3 separate regions of the Mus musculus genome follow, and all the other regions are linked to region 2. The links are chromatin contacts, called in public HiChIP or PLAC-seq and promoter capture Hi-C maps. All regions are on one chromosome and are shown on one strand. Each heading gives the region's core, a stretch centred on a gene start, on an enhancer-like site or on the middle of the called end of the contact. The rest is flanking DNA. Distances are from core to core; before and after follow the strand shown. Region 1 holds the start of Zbtb42 (zinc finger and BTB domain containing 42). Region 2 holds the start of Tmem179 (transmembrane protein 179). Region 3 overlaps Gm29890 (a long non-coding RNA gene).

Evidence for each region. Promoter capture Hi-C pulls out the DNA fragments that hold promoters and counts their contacts. HiChIP or PLAC-seq counts read pairs in DNA pulled down with a chosen protein or histone mark.
Region 1: a promoter capture Hi-C map of stem cell-derived epiblast-like cells shows a contact between it and region 2, with 3 times the contacts expected there. The contact joins the promoter of Zbtb42 here to the promoter of Tmem179 in region 2.
Region 3: a contact with region 2 is called in an H3K4me3 HiChIP or PLAC-seq map of forebrain, with 4 times the contacts expected there. The contact joins the enhancer-like site here to the promoter of Tmem179 in region 2. A contact is called at or near these places in 1 of 39 promoter capture datasets (embryonic stem cells), 2 of 484 Hi-C or Micro-C datasets (frontal cortex and monocyte-dendritic cell progenitors), 2 of 115 datasets of contacts at active chromatin or transcription factors (embryonic forebrain and forebrain) and 2 of 9 other capture datasets (adipose tissue and embryonic stem cells).

Annotation. Positions count from the first base shown.
Region 1 is chr12:112,677,280-112,680,962 of GRCm38.p6, reverse strand. It overlaps Zbtb42 (zinc finger and BTB domain containing 42), which reads right to left and starts at 2,123. Exons shown (of 2, transcript NM_001100460.1): 1 at 2,018-2,123; 2 at 1-1,587. The coding sequence starts at 1,570. The coding sequence ends at 308.
Region 2 is chr12:112,509,613-112,513,419 of GRCm38.p6, reverse strand. It overlaps Tmem179 (transmembrane protein 179), which reads left to right and starts at 2,260. Exons shown (of 4, transcript NM_178915.3): 1 at 2,260-2,676. The coding sequence starts at 2,372.
Region 3 is chr12:112,327,795-112,331,736 of GRCm38.p6, reverse strand. Gm29890 (a long non-coding RNA gene) reads left to right here. Exons shown (of 5, transcript XR_001780725.2): 4 at 1-1,759; 5 at 2,359-3,928. Among named protein-coding and RNA genes, the nearest start is that of Gm29890, 11 kb to the left of the region's middle. Within about 2 kb of position 1,971, at least 73 of the 459 cell types and tissues checked have an H3K27ac peak or open chromatin away from gene starts, as enhancers often do. A contact at or near this core is called in embryonic forebrain and forebrain, where this site is marked.

The DNA of each region.
Region 1 (3,683 bases), core at 874-3,373, 170 kb before region 2:
CTGAGTTACCTCTCACTGCCCAGTGTGCGGGCAGGCCAGGCACTCTAGAACCTTGCTAGAGAGGACAGTGAGGAAGAAAGTGTCCCTAACTGGGCAGGGTACAACCTCAGGTGTGAGGTGGGGAGAAGGAGAGAAGGCGGCAACCCATCCAAGAAGCAGCAACATTCATTCAGGTTGGCTGGTGCAACCTTCTAGCCTTGGGGTAGTGCTACCACCGGCCTGTGCTTTTTTCCTCTGCCCCAGAGTCCCACCCAGGAGACCCTGCCCCTTTTCTCCCTCCACCTTGGGGGGGATACAGAAAAACACTTCACACAAGCAAGGGCTTGACTAGGCCATAGTGGAACTTGCGGACATGGCGGTACAGGTCACCGGACTGTGTGAATCTGCGCTCACACCAGCGGCAGGCATGGGGCTTCTCCCGCGTGTGGACCACAGCATGCCGGCTTAAGTTGTGTGAGTACTGGAAGCTCTTGCCACACTGCACGCAGGTATAGGGCTTCTCCCCAGAGTGTGTCCGTTCATGCCTCTTCAGGGTGTATGTGCAGGAGAAGGTCTTGCTGCAGAGTGGGCACGTGGGCACGGACCCCTCGGGGGAGAGCCTGGCACGGACACTGTCCCGCTCCCGGAAGTGGGCGCTGAGATGCAGCTGCAGTGCGTGGGTGCTAGGGAACAGCTTGCAGCATAGCGGGCAAATGCAAAGGTGCCTGCTGGGACCCAGCTCTTCACTGTCGAGCACTGGCTCTGCAGGCAGCCCAAGCTGCTGGCTGCCCGTCCCTTCGATGTGCAGTGGCTCCAAGTCCACTGCCAGGCCCTGGGCTGCAGAAGCACAGACTGGTGGTGGGGATCGGTCCGCGCTCTGCGGGCTGCTGCTATCTTGTTCTGAGAACGAATCTTGCTCAGCCTTCACCAGAGGCTGCGCCACTTGCTGTACGGAGCTGCAGAGGGATGTCTGGAGGCGACAGGGTGGGTGTACCTGCTCCGGTCTTGGGCTAGGCTTCAGTGACAGGTCCAGGGCCCCACTTGACTGCTCTGCAACCTGCCAAGACGGAGGTCCAAATGTTGGCAGGGGATGGGTAGCCTTGACCCCTAGAGATGGGTGTTTGGCCTTTGGTGCGGCTTGGCAGAAGGCAGGGGACCAGGAAGGCAGGGGGTGTGGTGGCTGCCCAGGAAGCTCTGTCCCCAGCGTACGGGTCTCCAGATCTGGGTCCTTCTTTCTGAGTCTGCCCTTGCAGACCTTGACGATGTCATACATGTGCAGGTAACTGGCGGCAGCCAGGACGTCCTCGACAGGTAGGTTGTGCAGGTCCAAGCGGCCCTCGTACATGAAGTCCAGCAGGCGGCTGAAGGCGGGTACCGTGACGATGTCGCCGTTGAGCCGCACCGTGTCGCGGCTGCTCGCGGGCTGATCCCTGTAGAAGAGATGGAAGTAGACACTGCACGCGGCCAGTACAGCGCGGTGCGCAGGGAAGCGCGCGTCGCCCACCAGAACAGTGCAGTCGCACAGGAACCCCAGCTCGCGCTGCTGCCTCAGGCGGCCCAGCAGCCGTACGCCGTGCTCCGGGAACTCCATGCCGCCGCAGTCATCACCTGGGCACAAACGGGACGCCTGTCAACACGCCGGGGATGCCGTGGCCCCCGCTCGCCCCGACGCGCCCTTCCCGGGTGCAGGCAGCCCACAGAGAGGCGCGGGAGTGACGCGCGCAACCGCCAGCCCTGAGCTGCCCCGGCACCTGCCCGGAGCAGGAAAAACTCGATCGAAAGTAAACAGAAGCCGCTCTGCCGCCGGGGCGGGGCTCGGGGCGCAGCGGAGGGGCCGAGCCGCGCGGACAGAAAGAAGTCAGGACTTCAGGCTGCCTCGCCCCCCCCCCCCCGCCTGCCGCGCCCCCCGACGCCAGAGTCGCCGCCCGCCCGCACCGCCGCCAGCTGCCACCGCTGCCGTCGGCCCCATTTATGGCAGCGCGGCCGTGGGGAACGGCCGGCTAGGCAGGCGGAGCCGAGTACCCGCCCCTGTGCTCACCTTCGCCGCACGCGCGGCTCTCCGCTCGTTCTGCAAGCTTTCCCGTGCAGCTCGGACCGCACCGAACTGGGGGCGGCGCGCCCCGGCCGGGAGGGCGCGGGGACCCGGACGGCGCCGGGCGGGGCGCGCACTAACTTGGCCGGCGGGGCAACGCCTGCTGCTTGCCCCGCCCCGAAGAGCGAAACTCCCGGCTGGAGCTGGAGGGGGCGGACCGGGCGACTTCCCGGAGCGGCCGAACCGCTGAGGTCACCTCGCTACCCCTTCTCTGTCCGCCCCACCCGGTCAGTCCCGCTAGAAGCTAGCCCGCCGCACTCTGTGACGGGAGGGGGTGCGGGACCCTCTCGCGATACTTGTCTCCTGGGCCTCTGTGTCCTCCATGGGGTCCCGACTGCCCTGGTGGACAAAGGGGCAGTTGCTTCTCCGTGGACTACGGGACAATGGCCTCGGACCCGTTGGAAGACGGTCCTTCAGATGGGTCAGGGCGCCAATGAGAGACCACAAATGTCAAAAAGAAATTCACTTCGCCCTATGAAGATTTCTCTTGAATTCACGTTAACACATCTGGGACAGGCCGTGGAGCTGGGGTCTCAGAGAGAGAATTACCGCCCTCTGCAGACCCTGGGCTGACAGTCAAGCGCACTAAGATCTGTGACAGAGGGCACTGGGTAGGGCAGATGTGGTGGGATGGGTTTAAGACACAATCACAGAGAAGTGGCAGGAGACCTCCGGAGTTAGGCAGACAGGTCACACACAGGATGTAGGAGGAGTGATATGGAGAGAGGCCAGGGCCGGCACCCTGGGCACAGTGTTCCAGGGGAATCAGGGTCAGCAGGGTTTGAGGAGACTCCTGCTTCTTCTGGGGAGAGGACGTGACAATAGAGCCCGGGGTTTAGAGGAGTCGAGGCCCCTTGGCATGGGCTACACCAATGGCTCCCAAGTGTGCAGGCGGAGGGGTATTCTTAGCTGAGGGGGCTTGAAGTTGCTTGAGACATCGCTCACGTTGAGCTTCATTAAGCTTGTCAGTTAGACACTCTCATTTACAGTTCTAGCGTGAGGGAGGGGCCACGCAGTACCAAATCACAGAGCCAGAGTTCCTATGGGGCTAGGCCCGTTCCGAATTTTCACCTTGCATTTGTTAGAAGTCCAGGGACCAATAATGTTGGGTGGGCACCACATAGAGAGCTGGAGGGTAAGTATGAAGGAGGTCTTGCACAGGAATTACAGGGAAAGGGGTTTGGGTAGAATATCCAAAGGCATTCTGGGTAGAGACAGCCGCTGAGTCCTGTCTCTCCCCCCAACCCCCTGCCCGGCTCATTAGACACTCAGAACAGAGTACCCAGTTGTGAAGTGGGGCTTTCTGGCTGTTGGGGACAGCTCCAGGGGGCCTGTTCAAAGTTGTATTGGAAGCCCAAGGGGGCTCCCAGGGTTCCTGGAGGACCTAGATTCTACAGGGAAGAAAACCAGTGTTGTACTAAACGGAGGTTGAAGCAGGGATATTTCAAGTTCTAGACCAGCCTGAGCTACATGGCAAGGCCCAGTCTCAACTTCCTGCCCTGGAAAAGAAATGTATGTGTCTGAAATGCACATTTGACTATATTTTCTTCATCTGGCACCTGCAGTAAGAAGCCTAGAGTCACCTGGCAGTTATCCAGGCACTGCATGGCTG
Region 2 (3,807 bases), core at 1,011-3,510:
GGATAAAGTTGACATTTGAATCAGTTGAGTAAAGCTGGTTTTCCTCCATGCTGCGAGAGACCCTCATCCCATCTGTTAAAGCTCTGTATAGAACAAACCTCCTCTACTTAGAGCAAGAGGGACTTCCACATCAGAATAACCCTGAGCTTGAACCAAAGCATCAGATCGTATCTCCGGATCCGGTTTCACAGCCAGCCCTGGAATTGTGAGCTTTCCAGTTTCCACAGCATGTGAAATAATCCTGTTGGTTCTGTTTCTCTGAGGAATCTGGACTAATACAAATACCAAGAGAATCTCTGATTTTCGTAATTAAAATTCTATTATTTTATTTTAACTGTATGGGCATTTTGCCTGCACCCATGTGCCACGCTTGCATGCCTGGTGCTGGCAGAAGTCAGAAGATGGCACCTGATCTTCTGGAACTGGAGTGAAAGATGACTGTGCTCCACCATGTGGGTGCTGGGAATTGAACCTTGGTCTTCTAGAAGGGCAGCCAGTGTCTGAACCACTTCTCCAGCCCCTGATTATTTTTTAAGGTTAAGTGGAACTCATAAATTAGGGTACCAGAGTCCCTTTTTAGTCATCCCTCTGATGCAATCTGTTTCCTTCTCAATTGTCAGGGTCAATTTTGTTTGTTTGTTGTTTTTTGGTCAAAATTTTCCAGTGCTGATGAATGGTTAGGATTTGTGTTTGGGATGGGGCAGGCTGAGCTTCCTAAACAATCCCCCCTGGTTTGGGTTGGGGAGTCTTGGCAGTGGAAGAAACCCTGGGTGGATTCTCTGAGAAAAGAGTAGCTGCTGCAGACCTTATCCTGTTCCTTCATATAACGTACTCAAGAGATTGCAAAATGAATGCTCTATGTGCAGAGGCGGATAACAAATGGTAATGACTATGAGCAGATTTTGACCTCCCAGTGATAAGCAGAAGACAAGTCACAAATCAATGAGCTGTCTTTCCGTGTGTAAAAACCAACCAGATTGAAAGCCCTGCTCAGGAGAAGGGTCTGCAGAGTTGATGTGTGGACTATCTTCACGATATTGCCAGAGACCAGTTTGGCGACTCCTGCCAACACCACTTGAAGTGTTCGTACCTCATGACCCAGTCATTCTTCTCCTAAGACTTTCATAGAGACTCATGTGCTGCCTGCACAGCTGGCACAGCCGCAGAAAAAGACACCAGGATGTCACACAGCAGAGCCGGAAACAACAGACACTGGAGACGCTCAATGTCCCCCCAGAGAGGGATAGTCACACACAACAGTCAATGTTACGGAATGTTACACAATAACTAGAAAGAAGACCACGGGCTTGCTTGTGCAGACAGGGAATAATGCATACTGTTGGATGACTGAATTGCCTGTAGACACAGGCATAGTATGAAACATTTTTGAAAATTGTGTGTGCGTGGTGCAAAATGTCTGGATGGGTAGACATCAGGTTGTCACGAGTAGTAACGATGTGCCGGAGTGGAGGGAAGAGGAAGAAACTTGGTGTCTTTGTATCACACATATTCCTCATTGTAATTAAAAAAAAAAACAAGCCCATATTACTTTGGCAATAAAACAAAAGGAATTTTTAGTGCCTGAAGCCAAAAATAATGCTGATGTAATCTATATCCAGAAGGATGTCTCTAGGGCTTACTCATCTGGGAATTGGACTAACGGTTACTTGGTATTAAGGGAAACTAGAAAAGTCATTAATTCTATTAATTAATGCACCACCAGCTCCATCACAGCAAAGAGGTCTTAATGAGGTGCCCAGGGCAACCATTATTTATCTTACAAACGCGGAGTGGAGGGCTCTACTGTGGGGCTGAGGGCATGGTTCTCGGAGCACAAACAGATCACGAGTCTGCTCCCGCCTAGGAATACTTGAACCCTTCCTCTTTTCTATCCTCACACCTACCGACCCGACTCTCTGCCTCCCTCCTCCATTCGCTTTAAAGACAAAGGCCCTGGCAAAGGAGTCTGAACTGCACATAGGACTCCATCCTTCTCCTCCTTAGCCTTTCGCTGCTGGTACCCTTCCTGACAGAGTCGGGTTTCCCCAAGCTGACTTAGTAATGCTCACGACCCCTGCCAGGTTTCCATGGCACGTCTCCACCAATGCAGTCTGTCTAGTGTAGTGCTCTGTCTACCTATCCTGCAGCCGCGGGAACTGTCCGCGGTACTGACCGCAGGCGCGCCCCACGCTCGGCCTGTGCGCACGCGTCTGCGCGCAACGCGAGAGACCCGCGGGCGCCGTCATTGCGCAGCCTCCCACGCGGCTCGGGACCGGCCTGCGCGGCGCCGGAGACTCGCGGCCCGGCTTCTGGAGCGATCGCGTCCCTGTCCGGTGGCCTCGCCAGCGGCTCCTCTCATCCTGGCACCACCATGGCGCTCAACAATTTCCTCTTCGCGCAGTGCGTCTGTTACTTTCTGGCCTTCTTGTTCAGCTTCGTGGTGGTGGTGCCATTGTCCGAGAACGGCCACGACTTTCGTGGCCGCTGCCTACTCTTTACCGAGGGTATGTGGCTGAGTGCCAACCTGACGATGCAGGGGCGGGAGCGCTTCACTGTGCAGGAGTGGGGCCCACCGGCTGCCTGCCGCTTCAGCCTGCTCGCCAGCCTCCTGTCACTGCTGCTGGCTGCTGCGCACGCATGGCGCACGCTCTTCTTCCTCTGCAAGGGACACGAGGGGTAAGTTTAGGCCTTTCAGCAGCCCAGCGCAAACTGATGCAACACTCACACGGTTCCTGGCACCTATCAGGCTCTCCTCTCCGGGGCCATGAGCCCCTCCACCTCTCTTGCTGCAGAGGCCTGCAAGTGTCAACACTTTCAGCCTCATTATTTTAAGCAGACTGCCCTTTGTTTACACACAGGCCCAGCGGCTATGAGGCTGTCTGTCCGACCCACATGATCTCTTTCTATTCCCAAGGGATGCATCACTCCGAATTCTCAGTCCTGACCCCTTGGAGCACAGATGTTGCACTGTCATGGCTGCATGTCTGGGCTCTCTTGTTAAGCTAGGCCACACTCCTCGGGACCTGGGACCATTTGCAGTAGTCTTGGGCCTGCACCCCTTTCCTGTGAGTGGGGGAAGGGACTACACTTTGGAAAGAGCGGGTAGTCTTCTATTTTTGCTACTCCTCTTGGGAAAAGATGGCAGAGGATGTCTGTAGAGCTCCTTAAGCTCCCCTTAAGCTGGAGGCATGTACAGTGTGTGTGTGTGTGTGTGTGTGTGTGTGTGTGTGTGTGTGTGTGTGTGTATGTGTGTCTCTCTGTGTGTACTCTGTGTGTGCCTTTATGTGTGTGTGTACTCTGTGTGTATACTGTGCATGTGTCTATATGTCTGTCTGTGTGTGTGTGTGTGTGTGTGTGTGTGGTGGGTGAGTAGGATCTCCTTTGTGTTCCCTGTACCTCCCGAGTTTCTTCACCCTTTTTTTCTTTGTCACCTGTCTGAAGCCAGTAGAATGTGGTCACTTGGTGTCCTCAGCCAACAACAATCAAGAGCCCACCCTCTCCCTGGCTGAGGCTTCCTGGGTCCTGGAATACCAATGCTCCTGCAATAGAGAGTGAATTCCCACGTCCAGCCCTCCCCATCCATGTTTTTAGTTGCTCCCTTGCAAGGAGGTGGGTGACAAGCACGGGTCTCTGAGAACACAAGGATGTAGGAGGCTGGGTGAAGGGGGTTCTTGCTAGTACCACAGATGAAGAACATGAAACAGTTAACGCTCTCACCACAGTAGAGGCCGAGAGTCCAGAATCGAAGTGTCCTTAGAGTTAGAACTAGAGAAGCTCTTTCCTACGCGTCTATTCCTGCTGGCTCTA
Region 3 (3,942 bases), core at 722-3,221, 180 kb after region 2:
CCATCCTGATGCACACTCTGGAGAGCGCCTCCCCCGGAAGACTTCACAGGGCCTGTCTCTCTTGTCTCCTTGCCTCCCCCCACCCCCCAATCAGGAATCACAGCCCCGAGTCTGCTGTCCACCATCCATAAGGTCTGTGTCTTCTACCAAGGCGTGTGGCTCTTCAGAACAAAGGAAAGTCCACTCTGGTTCTCTCACAGTCAAGACAACTGTCAAGGCCACATGCCTGTGAGCTTAGTGTTCTGGGGGCTGAATCAGGAGGATTACAAGTTCAAGGCCAACCTGGGCAGTTCAGTGAGACCCTGTCATAAGATACCCTGTCAAACGTAATAAGAGAAGAGAGAGGAGGCCGTAGTCCAGCAGCAGGGCGTGTGCCTAGCGTGCTCACAGCCCCGGATCCTCTCTCTACCCCCCGAAAAGTGAAACAAAAGCACACAGCTGTTTCATTTATGCTCACGCGCACATCAGCTAAACGCTGCACCAAGGGACAACACATCCGCACAGATGCACACCCCGGAAGTAGGGCTGGCTTTACACAGACAAGAACAGCTGCCGTCAGAGCGCAGGACAAACGCGAGCATCCCCAGCACCCCAGAAGCCCAGTGCACAGGGCGACCAGCTCAGCCTGGCTTGGGTTGTTCTGTATCAGGGCATTCAAGGCAGTCTGTCCTTTGACCCTGGCTCCTTCAGGTCTTTCTGTGCTTTTTAACATGCACCGAATGCTACATACAGCAGCGGCCGTCTTACTCGAGGAGAGCCAATGTCCACACTGAGTACCTCTGGCTTGCAGCTACTGAAGGCCGCTCTAACATCTATGAACCTGATGTGTGGTGTTTTGTGAGGAGGAGACCCAGCGGTGGGAGCACAGAGCAGTCTCTGCTCAGCTTGAGCAAACAAGGTACCACCTCACAAAGGATGTGGCATGGGACACACATGTCTCTGCTGCCAGGTCACATTTTCTCTCCTTTTTCTCTGGCCACTCCCTGCAGAGGTCAGGTCACAAGGTGATCACAACTGGAGTCCTCCTGACAACCAACAACGTTAACCCTTTCTCCACCCGTGGGGTGCTGGGGTGCCTAATTTGCTGAAGTTACAGCTTCCATATTTTTGCCTGTTTTGGATTGATTTGCATCACCTCTGTTTTTTAAGAAAAGGCTGCGTTTGGGGTTTCTCATTCTGAGCATGTGTCTTTTGTCAGGCAGGAGTGTTGTGAGCCCGGTCCTTCTGTTTTGGTTTGGTTTGGTTTGGTTTGTTTTTTTGTTTTTGTTTTTTTTGGCCTCACTGTGCCTCTGGGCTAGCATCCCTTTGATCAGCACTCCCATTTGGACAGCACCACCGAATCAGTTTCAGTTCAGTTTCCCCCAGCCCGCTCCATTTTGAGCCATCTCCGCATCAGGATGATCCTGAGCTACGGCCCTGCACCACGAGCTCTTCCTACCCTTTGTTTCAGCCCCATCTTGACAGGCAGGCCTTTCCTCCCCTGTCTACATCATTGATAAGAGTATCAGACAATGCAGGACTGATGTCAGTCCCCCGTGGCGCTGCAGACCTCCCCGCAGGGTTACACGGGGCCATTAGCTGACGCCTTTGTCTATAATTATATACAACAGGCAACATTCACTTAGCAGATCATCTGGGATGCGTTTCCCATTTCATCCTCAAGAACCACACGGCAGACTCTGCCAATGCCTGCTGAAGTCACCGCAATCACCGGTCCCTCTTCTACAGGCTAAGGACCGTGACAAGGAGAGACAAGGAGGTTAGTCTCGCACGATCAGCTCTCAGAAGCCAGCATCCATCGTCGGGGAAGGGAGGCCTGCGGGGCTTGCCAGCACTGTATTCTCTCTGCTCTAGGATGAGATGTGTGCTAAAAGCTGATATTTTAAGAAATCGGCAGGGGCCCTTCAAACCAGAGCAGGGTTCTCTGACTGAGCTGAGGCAGGTTGCCTAGCAACCAACTCTCATTACGTCATTGCTAGACAGATTCTGAGGACTCCGGCCCCCAGAAATATGAGTACCTGAGGGAGAGGGGAGGCCACACAAGTAGAGATGGCAGGAGGGCCACTAAGGACTGGCCTGGGAAGACCTGGGAGGCTTCCTGGAGGAGGTGATACTATTAGTGTCCATGCAGATGGTGTTTGGGACTTGGGATGAGACCTGAAGTATTGGTGGCTTTTCTGGTTCCTGTGATAAAATACATGACAAACACAACTTACATCAGGAAGTGTTTCTTTTTTCTTGTATTTGGAGGGAGTAGTCCATTATTGTGGAGAAGGCGTGGCAGGCACAGCGTGAGAGAGTTGAGCACAAAGGTCTGAGGGAAGCAGAGAGAGATGACGTCTTCCTTTGTACCCACAGGATCCCAGCCGGATGGTGCTGCTTCCCTTCAGAGTGGCTCCTCCCTCCTCAGCTAAGTCCCTCGGGAAATGCCCTCACAGAGCACACACGTGCCTCTAGGTAATCCCAAGTGCAGTCAAGTTGTTGCTAAAGTGAACCATATCCCCTGGACCCTCCTTTGCAGTGCCTCAGAGACAGAGGGGCTCACTGCCTCTCAGCCACAGCCTGGAGGTTCCCAGAACCTATGACATCAGACAGCAGCCCTAGGGCCTCAGCTCTGGAGTCCCACACACCATCACAAGTGCTGGGGTACTGACTAGGTGCCTAGCTCTAAGAGATTCATGTGTCCTGTGCAACGGTCTCACAACGGCACACATTTATCAGAACAGAGCAGGAGCCTCTCTGCTGTAGATACCTGGTATCTCACAAGCCCCTCCATCTCCTTAGAAGCCAGGATCCCACCATGTCCCTGTGGTCACCATCTTGACATTGCTTGTCACCTTCAAGCATAGCCACCATTTATGGCTTTGCCCAGGCTCTGGCACAAAGGATGCTCAGCTCTGCATTGCCCCACACTGCACCCTCTTAGCTGGCACAGCTTCAGTCCCAGGTCCTGTATTTTCCAGCCCTACAGGGCTCCTCTGGCTTCTGTGTCCCCGTCTACTGGATGGATAGGATCATTGCTGTCTAGCCTTGGCTGCCTCATGCCTCCGCTTCTAGACACCCCTAGGGGACATTGGCCACACAGGTCTGTAACCAGCAAACCCTCCTGGCCAGTCTAAGCCAAAGCCACATCCCCTCTCTCCCACTGAGTCCTCTCCAAGGCAGACACCCTGGCTCTATTGCATACTCAGGAAAGCAATTTCTTCTCTACCAGCCTTTGCATATCAGGTAGGAGGATCTGAGTCACTGTCCCCAATCAGTCCGTGGGTCTGGAGCCTGAGGCGGCAACAGAAAGGTGTGACAGGACAAGGACCCTGAAATAGGGATAGTCCTAGATGTGGTCATAGTGTCCCAGGAAAGAGGCAGGAGGGTCAGAGTCCAGAGGACACAGGAAGGAGCTATCAGAGGACAGACCTGTGGTGCTGGCTTTGAAAATGGGGAAGATGCCAGAGTGTAGGCACCTCCAGGAGCAGAAAATACCAACCGGGAAGACCTGAGGCCTAGTCAGGGTCACTGCCTTGGAGCCTTTTGAGATGGGGTGATTTTAGGTTAGAGTAGAGTGTACCTCCATACTGACCTTTATGGGACCCTCTTGGGAGTCTGAGGATTTTGTCTTAGAGACATCTATCTAGCAGTCCCTTGAAAAAACAGTGTCTCTGCTTGAGAACACAGAAGACACCTGTACCCAAAGGGCTGTGTTGAGAATCTTAGACAGTGACCAGGAGGAGGGGGATACCCAAAAGCCCTGCCCATCCTCTTCCCATCCCTCCTGCCCTTGAGCAGTTGGAGATGCCCCCTGGGTATCCCCTCATCCCTGCATTCCAGAGAGGGGCCAAGTCAGACTCAGATGTGGCTTCACTGCCTGATGCCGCTGGTTCCACGGGAAGGCTTAATTGACGCAGCAAAACAAACATTTGCTTTGGTGATCCACGCTGAGTTAGA